Regions from separate parts of the Rattus norvegicus genome. Here region 2 is linked to region 1. A link is a contact called in public Hi-C data. All regions are on one chromosome and are shown on one strand. Each heading gives the region's core, a stretch centred on a gene start, on an enhancer-like site or on the middle of the called end of the contact. The rest is flanking DNA. Distances are from core to core; before and after follow the strand shown. Region 1 has its middle 11 kb from the start of Vgll4. Region 2 overlaps Tamm41 (TAM41 mitochondrial translocator assembly and maintenance homolog).

Region 1 (2,930 bases), core at 313-2,812:
CTGGTGTCTGGGGAGGTCAGAAGAGAGTGTCACCCCCCTCCACCTCCCCCACCCCCAGAACGAGAGTTATACACGGTTGTGAGCTGCCATGTGGGTTCTAGGAACCAAACCCAGGTCTTCTCCAAGAGCAACAACTGCTCTTAACTGAGTCATCTCCAGCCCTACACTCCCTCTTTAATTATGAGTAAGTAAATAAACAAAAACAGCTTCACAGAAGGACCCACTGAGATGGAGGCATGCAGACACCTGCATGGTTATTCCAGAATTTGAAACTAGTGTGAACAGTTGCGGGGGGGGGGGGGGGGGGAGGCGAATTGAGGCCGAGGGAAGTGACTTGAGAGTAACAGGCAGGAGTAGAGAGCAGGGCGCCTGGCATTGTGGGGTTAGCACTGTGTGGGCAGCACTTGGGGGCAGACAGCATGTCCGAGACCCCAGCTTGCTCCCTGGGAGATAAAACCTCAGGGTTAGATGCCCTGAAACACTGGTGGCATCAAGGGAGAATGGCTAGCCAGAGGTTATCTTCCTTTTCTAGGATGGAGGGAAGAGGTAACATCCCTGAGCTCACATCCTCATAGGATCCGTTCCTTCCCACCTCCAGCATTGGGCCTCTGGGGCTATCTTTGTGTTTTCAGTAACTTCTTGTGGTTTTTATTTTATTAAAAGATTTATTTGTTTATCATATATGTGTGTGTGTGTGTGTGTGTGTGTGTGTGTATGTATGTATGTATTCTGTCTTCATGCACACCAGAAGAGGAAATCAAATCCTATTATAGATTGTGAGTCACAGTGTGGTTGCTGGGAATTGAACTCAGGACATGTGGAAGAGTAGTCAGTGCTCTTAACCTCTGAGCCATCTCTCCAGCCCCCTCTTGTGCCTTTTTTATTGAGATGAGGTTTCTGTATGTAGTCCAGGCTGTCTGTGTGGCTCCCACCAGCTCTGGGTTCTCACTCAGTAATGCTTGCTAACTAGTCAGTCAGCACTCACCCAGCTTCTTGTGGGATGACTGTGAATTAGCACGCTCGCTTCATTGATGAGTCTCTCCATTTGCAAAAACTTGCTCCTCAACCCTGCTTTACAAGTCTGGTAAGGTCTTGGACAGATGCCATTTTATTTATGAAATCCACACCCAAGTCCCTGCACAAAGTGGGCCTTCTCCCTCCCTGGCCCTTTACTGTGTGTTTGAAGTTCTTGTAACATGGGCTTTGAATTCTTTCTGTCCAAACCCTAAAAGCTTCTAGGCCAGTGAGGTGGGTATTTTTTTTTTCTCTACAGTGCTGGGCAGAAATCCCTCTGCTGATCTAGAGTCCCAGCCTGCATGGAGGCAGTGTCTCTCTGTCCACAGGTCCTAGTTCTGTGATGTCCTCCCTGCCATGCTTCGGGCCACCAAAATCAGCACACTGTACCTGAAAACAGGAAAATTGACCGTGCCCTGGGCTTTTCATGTGCACCTTGATCCTGTCCAGGGTGAGTTTGTGACTGAGCCCTGCTGGCAGGGTCAGGTGCGTGTGCTGTGATCTTGCTGCTGGGACTGAGCGACCTCCTGTCTAACAGAAGACACTCTAGGACTCTAGGTGTTTGATTTGGAATTCTTTAAGATATTTTCATGTACATGGCAGGCTGTTGCACATTTCATGAGTGTACATTGGCTGTCTTGCTCACTGCGGGCTCACTTTCTCATTCAGCATTAAATGTGCATTCACAAGGGGAAACTGAGGACACGAGTTTTCTCTTTGATGAAGAGTCCTTGGCCATACGCCAGGCCAATAAAGTGAAAGGCCCAGACCGAATTCCTGTGTTCTTGTTCTCTGCGGCTTTCCTGGCGTATTAAACTGGCAGCCGGTTTTTGTTTTTATTTTTGTCTTAATTAGTCATGCTACTGAAAGCAGGCGCGCAGCCGTGATCTGCCGAGGGTGTGGAAGGGAGCTCCTGGTTCAGTGATTGGAGGGAAATGGTTGCTGTATGTATCAGCCTTTCCTGGGAGGACACAGGGTGGGGGAGGGTAGCCCCCTCTTTGGTGTTTCCAGAGCCAAGCTAGAAGCTGTTACCTAGGGCTTTGGGGGCAGCTGTGTCTAGATTTGGTGGCTTGGTTACTGCTTTGGGGAGGGGATGCTCCATGCCTGCCCACACAGGCTGAACTTTCTCTTCTCCCATACTTACCACATGCTTTACTGAAGAGAGTGTGGGAGGAAGCATTTTTGGGGGTGTAATGTGAATTGAGAGTATTGGGGTCATCCTTTTTTCTGGCAGTGGGTAGAATGGGAGTGTCTATATAGGAACACTGTAGCTGGAAGCCTTGAATAACCACTTCAGACAGAGTGGATGGCAGAACCATTCACAAGTAATAGGATTTTCCCTGAAACTTAGGTTAGTGAAGTTGTAGCCACTATGCCCCGGGACTGGCCTCATCCATATTGGTGTGCAACCAGTCCTTCATCACAGGTAGCCATGTCTCCCTTGGTGTGCTCCCCAGAGGGACACAGAACTTGCAGTTAACGGCAAACTATGACTGCAGTGCCATAGGTGAGAGCCAGCATTCTGTGTCTGTTATGGTCCACACTACTCTCTTGGCCTGTCTCTGTTTTTCTCTCTGTCTTTCTTAGTTTGTGGAAGGCAGAATGTTACTGTGCTTCTGTAGTAAGGAAACCAGTGTAACCCGGCAGAAGGTGGCAGTCACTGCTGCCATGTGAGCCTGTGTTCTGTGTCAGGATTACATGTGGGAGCCAGTGGGGATGAGAGGCTCAGGGGAAGGAGGAGCTTGCAGAACTCAGGTTTTAGACGGGTACAGGTAGGGTGGCAATGGAAGGGAACCTATACTCCAGTCTTCAAGGGACTTTCAGAGGACTAGAGAGAGGAGGGGAGGCTGGGCCAGGAAGGGAATGGTATCTTTCATGAGATGTCATGAGGGGAGGTGTACCCTCCATTACTACAG
Region 2 (2,930 bases), core at 167-2,666, 74 kb before region 1:
TTCCCTTCTCAGGGACCCACATTGTACAGCGGGAAGGAGGCCATAGGCAGTGGAAACGGTAGAAAACGATGACCCTGCAGCTCTGTGGGTCGTCTGGCCTTGCTCCTGGCCCCTCTGTAAATGGTGGTAGCTTGTGACATCTGTAACCAGCCCTACAGATGTGGGTCTTCTGACCTTGCTCCTGGCCCCTCTGTATATGGTGGTGGCTTGTGACATCTGTAACCAGCCCTACAGATTTCGTTGGGAGGCACGTTCCGTGCAGTGTGTTTGTGAGCAGCTCCACCCCTCTGTCCTCATAGCTTTGCAGTTTGTCAGATACACTCATACTCTAGTTTCTCTGGAAGTTTCTTCTTTAGCATCCAGTCTCCATCTCTCTTTGTTTGCTAGCAGAGCAGCAGGACTCTCATTAAGTTTCCTAGATCATCAGGGACTAGCGCCAGCAGGGTGCCCCTGAAGAAAGTCGTTTGCCACTGAGGATATCCAGTCTCTGCTAACAGAAGACCAGCAGAGCCAGCTGTCTTTGTCTATGCAGCAGCCCTTCACACAGCCTCTGCCTGGCTCAAGCCTGCTGGGGAAGTTTGAGCAAGCTAGTGTTAGTAGGTAGGAAATGAGAGTCAGCGACCAGCCTGGAAGATAGGCCAGAGACGCACAAAGATGGCCCCAAAGCTGCACTCAACGTTCAAGGAATGCTGAGCGTCTCAGAACAGAGGGAGGCCATTGAAGGATGCAGAGAGAGGAGGAGAGCTGTTGCCAGAGAGAGCAGCAGATAGGGCTGTAGCCAGCTAGCCAGCCAGCTAGCCCTGCAGCCCAAGCCCAGGCCAGGGCAGCACAGGCAAGGGAAGAGAGCCTGGAAATGGAGCGTCCGCGCCACATGAGCAGAAGAAGGCAGGAGGCAGGTGCAGCTCCCAGAGGCCATGGTGCCACCCTCTGAGGTGCTGGAGGCTGGGGGGTGCTGATGAGTCTAATTTTCCCCACCTGTCTTTACGGTCAATCAGAATTAACTCTGGGGGCAGATCCCTCTCCCAGCTTCAAAGGATTCAGCTGAATTAACAAGACACGTTTAGTCTTGTCCCTAAGAAATATCCCAGCATGCCTCACTGCTTCTCATCCCTTTCCTGAAACACAGTGGAGCCAATCGTTACTTTCATCTTACATCATCTTTCTGATGATGTGTTTGTCACCTAAGCTTACACATCCTCCCCCTCTCCCTCCCTCCTTCCTTCCTCTGTTCCACAGGGTCTCTGTAGCTGAGGCTGCTGTGAACTGGCTTTGGTCTCTGGGTTCTAAGACTGTAGGTGTCCACTGCCACACCCAGCTATGTCTAACCTTTCAAGTTAAGTTGTAGCTCTGCCTCAGTTGAGCCTTTCCCTGTGGACAGGTCAAGTGGAGGCTCACTGCAAGTGTTTGGAGGCTTACAGACTTTGTTCTCATAGGTGTGGAAATAGAGTAGTGGCAGGCTCTACCTTAGACTGTGTGCTGGAGAAGTTCACCCCCTTCTTCTTGATACTTTTTCTTTCTGAATTGAATATATGGTCTAGATGGGGTTTTTTTTCCCTCCTTTCTCCTGTCTTCCCCCTTCTATGCTAAGCACATAACATACTCAGAGCTCCAGCAGCTCCTAGACCCGAGGCCTGTTTGATGTGGTTGGTAATACAGACAACTCCTGCCCTGGGGTGCCACTCCGGCTTCTCCACAGAGCCTTCATGGGGCTTTCCGCTTCTGAGTCGGGTCCACCCACTTGTCCCTGGCGCTTCACAGCCTTTGCTGTCCTTTGAAGAACGCCTCATTTCAATTTTATGAAATTGTTGGCTGAAACTTTTGGCGAAATTATTGTTCTTAACCTTGTGCAAACCTCAGCTCTTGTGAAAACCTGAAGGGATTGAGAGCGTTCAGAATGGTGTGGCTATGGTCAGAGCCCATGGAAATCTAACCTCAGGCCCCTCTGCATGGACGTGCACATAAACAGTCATTTCCCAGTGTTCTTTGCGGTGCAGTCCCCTGCTGCAGTCTTTCTGACCGCTGAAGGAGGGAGTGCACTCAGTCAAGAGAGGCTTCTAATGCTCTAGGCAGCTGAAGTGGCCCAAGGCCACTCAGCCACGATCAGTATTTACCTGACCATCTCAGAGCAGCTTGTCACTCAGCTATGGGGAGAGGAGTCAGCCGTGACTCAGCAGCCTGGGCTTGCCGTGCTGAGTCTTGCATGTGTGACTGCTTGGCTTCTGCTTGGTCTTCTAGTCTGTTCCGCTGGAATTTGAAACAGCACCTTATGTAATGATCTTCCAGCCTTAGTACCCAGGTGGGTGAGTCTGACCAGAGTCATTGGTTCAGGGAGAAAATTAAGAGGGGTGGAAGCAGTGAAAACTCGGAGTTTCTCAACGAGATGTCAGGCGAGAGCACACATCCAGACACATCTGCTAATGATTTTGGGAGCCTTACCTTTTTCCCCATCACTGCCTGCAGTAGCCACAGATTCCAAGCAGGTGAGGCAGCTTCCAAGTACCAGAGCAGCTTAAAAGATCCCTCCCTGGAATGAATCCTCCCACCTTGTCATCATGTTCACCAAGCCACAGCCAGGAGCACGCACTTCCAATCCAGAGCACAGATCACGGTGCACAGCTCAAAGAGAAAAAGGCTTCAGTTCCTCAGGCCATACCCTAAAGCACCAACTGGACCTCACCTTCAACACAAGGAAGTCAGATCCCTAACAACATCCATGGACAGGGCTGGAGAACACTAACACCCCACTTATCCCTTGGTATGTGTTTCCCATAAGCCCTGAGGCCCATAAGGGCCAGCTTTCACTCTGCCACTTCAGAAGACCCAGGGGAACACCTACTGCGTGCTGCTGGGTACCAGGTACTACAACCAGGTGAAGGAGATTCGGGGTGAACAGAGCAAGGTCCCTGTCCTGGGGGAGCTGTCAGTCTAGG

The links. Hi-C and Micro-C count contacts between places; a contact is called where the count stands out from the background.
Region 2: a Hi-C map of the Rat2 cell line shows a contact between it and region 1, with 16 times the contacts expected there. The contact joins two enhancer-like sites. A contact is called at or near these places in 11 of 12 Hi-C or Micro-C datasets (the A7r5 cell line, the Rat2 cell line, Schwann cells and 7 more).

Annotation. Positions count from the first base shown.
Region 1 is chr4:149,669,978-149,672,907 of GRCr8, reverse strand. It overlaps a transcript of Vgll4 not described here. Among named protein-coding and RNA genes, the nearest start is that of Vgll4, 11 kb to the right of the region's middle. Within about 2 kb of position 1,562, at least 5 of the 93 cell types and tissues checked have an H3K27ac peak or open chromatin away from gene starts, as enhancers often do.
Region 2 is chr4:149,743,862-149,746,791 of GRCr8, reverse strand. The region is part of intron 7 of Tamm41 (TAM41 mitochondrial translocator assembly and maintenance homolog); the gene reads left to right. Among named protein-coding and RNA genes, the nearest start is that of Tamm41, 31 kb to the left of the region's middle. Within about 2 kb of position 1,416, at least 15 of the 93 cell types and tissues checked have an H3K27ac peak or open chromatin away from gene starts, as enhancers often do.